Regions from separate parts of the Lactuca sativa genome. Here region 1 is linked to region 2. A link is a contact called in public Hi-C data. All regions are on one chromosome and are shown on one strand. The core of a region is the stretch at or near the end of the contact, and the rest is flanking DNA. Distances in the headings are between cores, read along the strand shown.

Region 1 (5,884 bases), core at 2,798-5,297, 540 kb after region 2:
CACAATATGTAACTTAATATCTTCGTTTAATAGTTAATAAAAGATAATTACAACCCCTAAAAGCATAAAGCAAGCAGTATTTGAGCATCGAGTAAACATAATCAAGCATATCTCGTTCAAGTTATCCCTAACTAATTTGTACTAGCATGCAGTTCATAAAGTTAGGATACATACAACAGGCACATAAGGAATCCTTCCTAGATCCTTAGTCCTACTCTAGTATGCAATTCTCATAACATATCATAACATAAACTTGTATGGGTAATTTGGAAGTACTTACTTGAGCTCGGCTGATTGCATGCACCACACCCTTTTCTCTTTTCAAAGTTCTTTTCTCTTTTAAAATTGGTTTTCAAAATAATTTTTATAAAAGTGATTTCCTTTTGAAAATTTTTATACCAATCCTTAGTTTGAGTTTAGAGACACCCGAGAGTGTGTCCAAATCTCTCAAACTAAGGCTCTGATACAAAATTGGAACATCCCAAAAATACGGTCCAAAAATTTCCTTTTAAAATCATTTAAGTAAACCATATATTATCAATCATCACAATAAAAATTATAATTCATGTATCTCAAACCATCATAACTAATTACTGTATCAAAATCATATGTCAAAATATCAGAGTAAAAACATCATAGGCGAAATCAATGGTGTGTGCACTGCAGTCATCCCGAGCTCCCCCCCCCCCCCCCTTGCTACCGAAAGTACCTGAAACCAAAACTGAAAACTGTAAGCACGAAGCTTAGTGAGTCTCCCCAAACTACCACATACCATACACATAATCACATAACCACATACATTGGGCGTAGTCCGCTACCTCGGGCCCTGCCCGACATCAGACGAATCTGGTATCAGGCCCCGCCTGGCATCGAGCCCCGCTCAATATACAAATTAGTTTCTACCAGTCCCCGCCTGTCTCTGGGCCCTGCCTATTATACACATACAAACATATAATCAATATCATGTTAGTACATAACAGACAAACACAACACTATAGCTGCTAGTCTCAAGGCCCCACCTATCTTAGGCTCTGCCCTTACTCTGCTAATAATGAGATATAGAACCCTGTCCACACTCAGCTAGTGATGAGATACGAGCCCCCACCCATACTCACCTCCCTACCAGGCACATACAAGTATCACAAAGAAAACAAGTATAACTAAACATGCATTTCCTCCCTCAGGTACCACCCGACATTGAACAGTAGTTCAAAAATATACATATAAACCTTCCTCGGGCCTCGCCCGACATTGGAACATAATCCGGAAGCATACAAACTACATCGGGCTAACCACGACATTGGATCTAAATCCGGTATACACTCACATACATAAACGATTCGACATTGGTGCATTACACCCGTTCCTACAGGAGAAAACTCACCTCACAAGCTGACTGTAGAATCCCGTGAATAAACCTCTCGTTGCTAGCTAGCAGATCCCTGAACTGCTGATCACTCGACTCCCCGAGCTATCATTACCAACATAATACTTAGTCAAGAACTGATAATCCTTCTTAGGTTAAAATAACCATTTTACCCCTGGTCAAAGTCAAAGTCAACACTTGTCAAAGTTAAAGTCAACACTCGGAGTTGACTCAACTTGCCGAATTGTTCCATCAACTCGCCGAGTTCTATAAATCAGAACCCTGAACTCGCGATCCAACTCGTCGAGTCACCTTCCTGACTCGTCGAGTTCTCTAGCTACTCATAGTCATGATTTGTCGAATCAACTCGTCGAGTCCCTTCACAAGCTCGTCGAGTTCTACCCTAACTGAAACCAGGGCAACACGATTCAACTCGTCGAGTCCTCTGTGGACTCGACGAGTCCCAAAGTCTGTTTGGGCCAACTTAACAGATTAAGCCCATATTCTCCATATTAAAACTCCATACTTCTTCTACATATAGAAAATGCCTTCTCTAGGGTAAAGTTACCAACTTTACCTGCTACTAGTCCTTCTTAATGGGTTTAGCTAAAACCTTAGTTCTTTAGGACATAGATCTTGTCCAAAACGCCATAATACTCTGAGCTAAACCATAATAACATAGATCTAGACCTTAAACCTTATTTGGACCGTAAAGTCTTAGGCTTTCCTTCCATGCATGGCCTTTTGGGGATTAAAAGGCCATAACAACACTTTAAAGCTTGCATGGGGCTCCCATGGCCATAAAGTGTGTACCTTTATGCCATGGAACCCCTTCTAGATCCCATATCTGAAAGAAAAGTCTCTTAGGATGTTTATTCCCCAAGGGCTAAGCTTCTTGTACCAAAACCCTCATAAAGTGAACATAAGGAGATCTAAGAGATTACTAGGCAAGTTAGAGGCTTTACTACCAGAAAAGGATGATGATAAGATGTTGCTTCTGGATCTACAATCTCCTCTTGGATTCCTCAAGCTTATTCTTCTTCTACAACCTTCAAATCACACAAGGTTCACTCATAAATGGATCACAAGCATTAGGGCTTCGAGATCTAGGGTTTGGATAATGGAGGCTGGAAATGAGGCCCTGAAGTGAAGATTAAGATGCTTAAATAGGGTGCAAAACTCCGAGTCTACGGTTTTCCTAAACCCAGACCAACTCGCCGATTTGGACCTCCCAAACTCGTCGAGTAGGTCTCTCTACCCGCGTCCAAAAACAAGTTCCTACTCGTCGAGTTATTCCCCATGGACTCGATGAGTAGACCTCCAGTTTGCTTATTATCATTCCTTAATTAGCCTTCTGACTTCTGGGTGTTATATATATATATATATATATATATATATATATATATATATATATATGTGTGTGTGTGTGTGTGTGTGTGTGTGTGTGTGTGTGTGTAAAACGTGTTTTTATAAAAACGTGTTTGTATACATAAATATATACAAATACGTTTACTTTGAAATAAGTTTTTTTTATACTTTTTTTTTCTTTCTAAAAACGTGTTTGTATTCATTTTTATAAAATACATTTTTTATACATTTTTTTTTATGAAAACGTGTTTGTATACAAATGCATTTATTATAAAATAGGTTTTTTGTTACATATTTTTATAAGATACGTGTTTGTATACATTTGTTTTTATAAAAATATATTTGTATATATTTATGTATTTATATGCATACATAATGTTTTTTATGTATTTAATAAATACATATTTTTATAAAAGGTTTTTAAGGTATATATTGGTATAATAACGTATTTTACATAAGTGTAGTTCATGCATTTTCACATAACTATGTTTTTTAAAAATAGGTATTTAAAATAAAAAAAAATACTTTTATAAATAGATATTTTGCATACAAAAATATTTAAAAAAAAATTTATATGTATTTTGCATACAAAAGGTTTTTTTAATATATAGAAAAATAAGGTTTTTTATGTGAAAAATATGGTTTTTTGTATAAATATGATTTTATATAACAAACAAAACATATTTGATTTTTTTTCTTGAGAAAAATGTAAAAACCTTTGTTTATGATGAAATCATAACAAAATTTTGAAATCTTGCCTAAAAGTATAAAATTTTTACCAAATTTGTAATAAAATTTAAATTATGGGCCAAAAGTATAATTTTTAAAATTGTGATTACCTGATAAGAATGTCAAATTGAATACATTTTCAGATTTTGAGACTTAATTTAATAAAAAAAAATATATATATAAAGACTAAATCGACTATGATGTCAAAACATAAGAACTTTTATAGAGTTTTCCCTTTATAAATAAGCTATATTAATTTTATTAAAGTAAAGAAAAAAAATTAATGATCAAAAAGATTGATGAGATTGAATTGATGATGGAGTTTATTTAAATTTTTTAGGTTTTTTTTAAGATGTCCTAATAGATACCTTCTGCCTTAATTATTTTAAAATGGTAATGTACAAATCTCAAAATTATGCCATCACCTAAACTCCTAAAGAATATCATAAATGGATAAAAGGTTGAGATAATTGTTTTTATATCTACCAGATAAAGTTTCAAAATGTTCTAAAATATATATAAAGTGGGTTTATGTCTAAATTCCACAAACATAACCCTTTTTAGGTTATAAAAATGCATAGTAGTCTATATTGGATTCTCAAGATTAGTATTTATAGCGGCTGAAGGGTAGATAACATTTGTGAAACACACATTAGTGTTGAGGTGCATTTGAGTGTTTTGCTCTCTTGCTCCCATCCTTGTGTTTCCCTTTGCAAGTAGCCTACCAAATTCAAGGTATGTATCTTCTTTTCAGATTATTTTGATTTTATTTCATATGGTTATATACAAAATCACATGTTAATCATATTTAAGATGTAGACATAACTTCATCTATCCCTAACGTAGAGCCGATTTCATTATTCACGTTCATTATGTGCTATATGATCATTTTATTTTTCCATATTATTTGTCTTAACGGTTGATGATGAAATTCTGTAATTGGAATTTCGTTTGAAGTTTGACAATAAACTTCCATGTTTTAGGAAATTATTATCTAAATACTCATGTTGGTAGTAAAACTAATGAGTGGAAAACCATTAAATATGACATTTTCTAATGATTAGCAGCACCCTTAATTAACTTCAAATATGATATGACAAATCTCTTTTTCAAAAACTTTTCTTTTATTTTGTCCTTTCTAACAACCTTAATATTTTAAAGAAAAAAATAAAATTGACTCAAGTGAAACATTTTTGTGGTGCAAGGTTTGAGTCATTTCTTTTTAAATACGGGTCATAAACCTAGATGACCTCTTTTCGAGCCACTTCGACCAATCTTATCCAAATCAGCCACCAAATCCAAATCGTCCCATAACTTGATTTACGAATTTGGTTCAAATTTTAATCTATATTTTTTTCAATTTTTGGTCCAATTTTGTTTTTATATGTTCTCAAAGCCTATTTTCTTAGAAAAGTATTTCTTTTCTAACTTTAAAGTTTAAACCTTACTTTTTAATAACAAAAAACGTTCTTACAACTTTTTTTTAACGAACCAATTTTTTTTCTCCATTTTTTATTTAAGATTTTTGTGAAATTCATTTTATAAGTTTTTTTTTATATATAAATTTAAAATTACTTTTCTAAGAAATACTTTTTTATTATTTTTTTACAATTGTTTTTTTACAAAATCATTTTTAAAATATTTAGTTTTCTTTACATACTTATTAATTACTATTTTATTTTACATCTTTGTTTATTATTGATTTTAGAATTGTTATATAGTAGAATTAATATTTTTTAACTATTTTTTATTATAATTAACTAAAGTTATTTAATTTGATATTCAATCAATATATCTATTACGTAACTCTCGGTATAATAATAGTTTCATTCCGACGTCATACATGACACATTTTTATATAAAACTTTATATATTTTTTTATCTTATAAATATATTATTTTCGTAATTATAATTTTGAAAGTTCATATTACTGAAATATAGAAGTTCATATTACTGAAATATAGAATTTATGGGCATTCAAATTTAAGATATAATTTTGGAACACATTTAATTTCCAAAACACATAAAAGAAAAAAAGAATGGATAAATATTGATTACACTTATGGCCTTTATTTGATTATTTTGTTATATTTGGTATAATATTTAAAAACAAAGCAACAAACAATGTGTCAAACATTATTAGGCACCATTTGGTATATGGAAATGGAAAGAAATGGATGCTTTGTTTATTTGGAATTTATAAAGTTTTTTTTATTTATCTTATTAATGAAGTTGATCATTTTTAAGGAATATAATTATTTTCTTTTCTTAATTTTCAGTCACTTGAAAAATGCTTTTTTATTCGTTGTCTCATTGAGTTGAGTCAACAACTATAGTATAACGTACTATTATTTATTTAATCTTTAATGGCTTCATTTGTTTACAATTTTACGATTGTAAAATTGAATCACAGTTTTATCT
Region 2 (5,404 bases), core at 1,221-3,720:
ATGATCTTGAATGGATAAACAAATACTATGCTCCCCTGCAACAAAATGAAATAAACATTTAAATTTGAAATCTGAAAGAGTCGAAAAAATTTGACGTTATCGCGAAAAACGACTTTCCGAACCGCTAAGACTTGATGGAATCCATAATTTTATGTTCACGAAAAAATATGCACATTAAAAAATCTAAAACTGTTCACCAACCCTTACATTTGCAAACTTTTCGAAATGAGGGTTGAAATTGTCACTTTGCTGAAAGACATGGGACTAATTAATAATTCTGCATCATACTCCCCTTTATTTGTAACAATTTCTGGAAATGGACCAAAACTGCCAAGCTGTGAAAATAACAGGGATCAAAATTGAAACTTTGAGTTATCTTCCCCATTTAGCGTCTGATACAGCTCAACTAATAATATTTCTCAAAAACATAATTGTCTCAAGTGTTTAACACAGTCCATATAAAAATGTCACTATCCTAGAATCATCCACAAAATCACGTATAAGTGTGTAGAATTAAGTCGGTGCCTTCCTGTGATCCTAAGAGGTACCTGAAACACATAACATATAACACGGTAACACGAAGCTTAGTGAGTTCCCCAAAATACCACACACATCACATTAGCCACTCGAGGCTAACTTAATACGACCCTCCGGTCAATGTGTCTCAGTGGAGACCCTCCGGTCCCACAACTCGGGTTGACCCTCCGATCCTAACTCAGTAAGATCATAATAATAATACTCAACATAAATCACAAGACATAATGCAACATATCACAATACACAAGTAAGAACATTAGGCACCTCAGTTGCACAAAGATACCACTCATGGTGAGTATAGTGAGAAGACTCACCTCGTAAGGAAGCAAGTAATAACCTCGTACACAAATCTCGAACTAGCCTCCGCCTAACACATAGGATAATTATCTCTAATTAATACTCTATTCACACTCTAAATAAACCAAATGTTATTCTCTCTATCTAACTCTTGGGATGAGTAAAAGACCATTTTACCCCTCCATTGTCCCCATCATCCCTGTCCTGACCAACCCTAAAGTCAACATAAATCAATATTCAAGTCAATAGTCCATGTTGACCTGACTCGTCGAGTGCATGTATGTGACTCGCCAAGTCCCCATTGTTCCTCACAACATCGCGAAAACCCAACTCAACTCGTCGAGTTGTCTCATCAACTCGCCGAGTCACCCATGTCCAAACTCACCAGGGAAAACCCTATCCGACTCGTCGAGTCAGCTCTTTGACTCGCCGAGTCCTTCAAGTCATATTCTTATTCAGACGTTTTAAGGCAGATCTACCACTCCAAAATCTAGATCTATCCTCCCAAGGGTCGAATGTCACGTAAAACTTCGATGTTTACGCTCATGTATGTCATATTTGCTCCATAATGCCAATACAAGCTCTAACTAGGGTGCTTAAGCACAATAACTCTTTTATGGCTGAAGAATGTTGGGACCTTTGGACTATATGGACCTCACAAGGTCCAGATCTGATGTCTCAATGCTTGGCAAGCACAAGTCATACCAAATCTCAAGGAAAAATATGGAACCCCCCCTTCCCAAAAAAAAAGTTCCTCATTAACAAGATCTAATCAACATGATGAGCATGGTGATGACTTTTACCTTCCAACAGGAGCTCAAGTGAATGAATACTGGATCTCCCAGCCTTTCCTCGTTCTTTGCTTGAATCTCACTTGTTTCCTTCCAATGATACACCAAAACACTTAAATATTAGCTCAAACACTCTCTCTTAGCTCAATGGCCGATTAGGGTTTCACATAGGGGAGTTGGGTAGCTGGTGAGGCGAAAATGAGGACATAAGTTCCTTTAAATAGGTCTCCCGAGAATTTAGGGTTTCCTCACATAGCGTCAACTCGGCGATTCAGCTCTCTGAATCGCCGAGTCGATCGTTAACCCACGTGACCAAATCGAACTCTACTCGACGAGTTAGACTCATAACTCGTCGAGTCACTCATGAAATCCCAATAATAAATAAAAGAAATATCTGTGAGTCGGGATGTTACAATATAAACTCAAAATTGACCAAATTATAGTCTAAAATCATGTATAAACTCTAAATTACAGTCTGGAAAAAACCGTATGTCAATCCGACTTTAAACGAATGCGATATGCATGTTTTAATATTTTAAACCTGTACTGCCTTCAATATATATATATATATATATATATATATATATATATAGGTTCAGGTGTTTAAACTAAGTATTGTGTTATTGTATACATAACTGTGGGCCTATCAAAATTAAATAAATATTTAAATAATTAAATAAATAAACAAGGGTATTTTAGTAATTTGATTAATAGCTTCCACAAATAATCCTTGTAATCACCCTAGCATTCAGTTTTAACCTAATTTCTTTTCTTATATACACCTTCATCGATTACCGCCTCATTCAATTACCGGTGTTGGATGACTTCGAAGAGGCGGCGTCGACACCAGTAGTCAGCAGACGCAGCACAACACAACAGGGCGCATGCGGCAGTAAACCTTCAGTTTTCTCACTGTCTTCTCTTCTATTCTTATTTCGATGGGTGCCGGAGGGCTGGCTTCCATCATGTTTGGATTGATTGCCGATGCCTTCGGTGGCGCTAGCTTCAATGCGATCGGTATAATTGCGTTTAGTATCGCCGGTACTGGTGGCGACGATGATACACTCATGTCCACCGCCGTTTGCTTTCCTGCTCAGGTAATTTAACCAAAAATTAATTTTCATAGTCGTGATTTTTGACGAATTAAGTGTTTCCAATTCCCTAAATTGTTAGGTTATAGTTGAAATTACGAAAACAGATCGTTACATTCAACTATGAATAGTGCAAAATTGGATAAGTATTTGTTGATTATTGGTGTTAAACATGTAAAAAAAGTGTTTGGTTTCTGAATTGTTGACAGACGATTGGTGCAGCTGGTGGTGTGATGCCTCTTTTGGAGTTGATGCCATTAGAGTACAAACATCTGCTAGAAGGACCTACTCTAAAAGTAGATTTGCATGCTGGAGCCATTGGTGAAGGAGTTTTGACTTTCGTTATCACTTTTGTTGTTCTCTTGATCATCATCAAGGGTCCTAACAGCTTGTTCTTGAATAATTGGATGCTTTCCATGGCAACTATGGTGGTGATTCTTGTTGGTTCAAGCTACACAGGTCCTTCAATGAATCCTGTAAATGTAAGTATTACAAAACTCTTTCAGTTTATAGTTAACCGAGTTCCTTGATCCCCATATCTGATCTTTGGCAAGATTTATAATTCTTTTCACCACTTGTATTTTGGATTGCAACATGAAAAAAAGAAGAATTCATACATAACTATGATTTGAAGCTGCCCGCAAAATATATTTATAGGTATGTAATCCTTTGGTATGCAGTAATCAACGAGGGAATGGAATTGAGCATTACAACGGAATGGAATGTGATTCTGGACATTTTTTTTTCTTATTGTTACTTTTTGTAAATAATGTAGTGATCATCAAGCTTCGGATTAGGGGGGATGCAACAAAGTGAACAACTCTCTTCCTTCACTTTTTTTAAAAAAATTGAAAATTAATTTACATTTGTTATATTGTTTTATTAGTGTTGATTACCATTATTTTTAATGATCAAGTGTTGAATACTATTATTTTTGTAGGTACGAAACGAGAGATATCAAAGCAAAATATGGTACATATGAAGCTTACAACATTCTACTGGAATAGAATCTTGAATTCTGATTCTGCCAGAATAAAATTGTGAATATGAACATTGTATGGAATGAAGATAAACAATGACCACAAATCTTCCAAAAAGAAGGGATTATTCTACCAGAATAATATACAATATAATGAAAAAAATAAATGTAATAGTATATTCTGGAAGAATGATTTATATATTGTGTTCTTTTTGTTATTAATAAGTGTAACATTCTCATAAAATAGTATATAATTTTGATTTTTCTTTTTCTAAAAATGTAATGAATTTTTTTTTTAACTTGTATCCAAAATTTTGCTATTCTTCAAGAAGTTTATTAAATCAAAATATATATTATGTCAGAATGTGTATTCTTGTATGGTTTAATCATATTTATTATTTTTTAATATGTTGATAAAAATATTTCGTCAGAATTTTCGAATTAGGAGAATTATCATACATACAATCAGATTTAAAAATTAATAGAATCCATTTTCTTTAAAATATGCAATTTTCATTTTTTAAACTTATGTTAATTGACTAAAGTACCCTTAGAATAAAAACAGAAGGTATTTTTTAATTATATTTAATTGAATAATATGTATTATTCACTATCCAAAAATAAATAAAATGATTGGCCCACAGTTATGTATACAATAACACAATAATTAGTTTAAATAGAATAACCTAAGCATATATATATATATATATATATATATATATATATATATATATATATATATATGAGAAATTTATTTATATATTTTTATATCTTTAAATATTTTTAAAGTTCTTTGTTATTTAAATGTATTTATACGTTGTTAAGAAAAGAATTGGATGATGAAATAATATATCAGTATAACGAACATACCAAGTCATGCTTAAGTATGGTGGACTAGAAATGTATGGTTGATAGACGAACATTCTTAGCATGCCTAAGTGTAATGGAAAAACGACATAATTTTCGTATCATCTTCACATAAGCCCACATAGTTTTCGTATCATCAAAAACTTATCTTTACATGCATGTATTCATAGATTTTTCTTTTGGAATCAATATGAATACATGCATGTAAAGATAAGTTTTTGATGATATAGAGATTATGTGGGTTTGTGTGAAGATGGTGATGAAGATTGATGTGAAGACACTCCTGACCTTAAGTGTTTTGAAGATCGATCTCCGATATTCTCTTTACTAAAGAGACATACTTTTAGTTACTTTATTTGATCAAATCTTTTGTATAGATCGTGTCGGCTACGCATGTTGAGTATACTCGTCTGTCCACCATAGTTAAGCAGTCTTAGTATGGCTGTCTGTCCACCATACTTAGGCATGGTGGGTATGGTTGTCTATCTACCATACATTTCTAGTCCAACATACTTAAGCATGACCTAGTCTGTTCGTTGTGTATATATATATATATATATATATATATATATATATATATATATATATATATATATATATATATATATATACTCTATCATAATTCAGTTCTTTTCTTAATAATGCATAAATACATTTCAATGAAAAAAGAATTTTAAATACGTTTTTAAGGTATAAAAGTATATAAATACATGTTTTATATGTATATATTATACTTATACGTATTTTTTATGTATAAATACACATATATATATATATATATAATATTTATACGTATTTATTTAATAATATTAATAATAACAAATTTAAAAATAATATATTTG

The links. Hi-C and Micro-C count contacts between places; a contact is called where the count stands out from the background.
Region 1: a Hi-C map of leaf shows a contact between it and region 2, with 2.3 times the contacts expected there. The contact joins the promoter of LOC111879667 here to the promoter of LOC111879646 in region 2. A contact is called at or near these places in 2 of 4 Hi-C or Micro-C datasets (both in leaf).

Annotation. Positions count from the first base shown.
Region 1 is chr6:192,266,366-192,272,249 of Lsat_Salinas_v11, forward strand. LOC111879667 (amino acid permease 3) reads left to right here and starts at 4,048. Exons shown (of 7, transcript XM_042895985.2): 1 at 4,048-4,198.
Region 2 is chr6:191,725,299-191,730,702 of Lsat_Salinas_v11, forward strand. LOC111879646 (aquaporin SIP1-1) reads left to right here and starts at 2,471. Exons shown (of 3, transcript XM_023876106.2): 1 at 2,471-2,722; 2 at 2,926-3,198. The coding sequence starts at 2,564.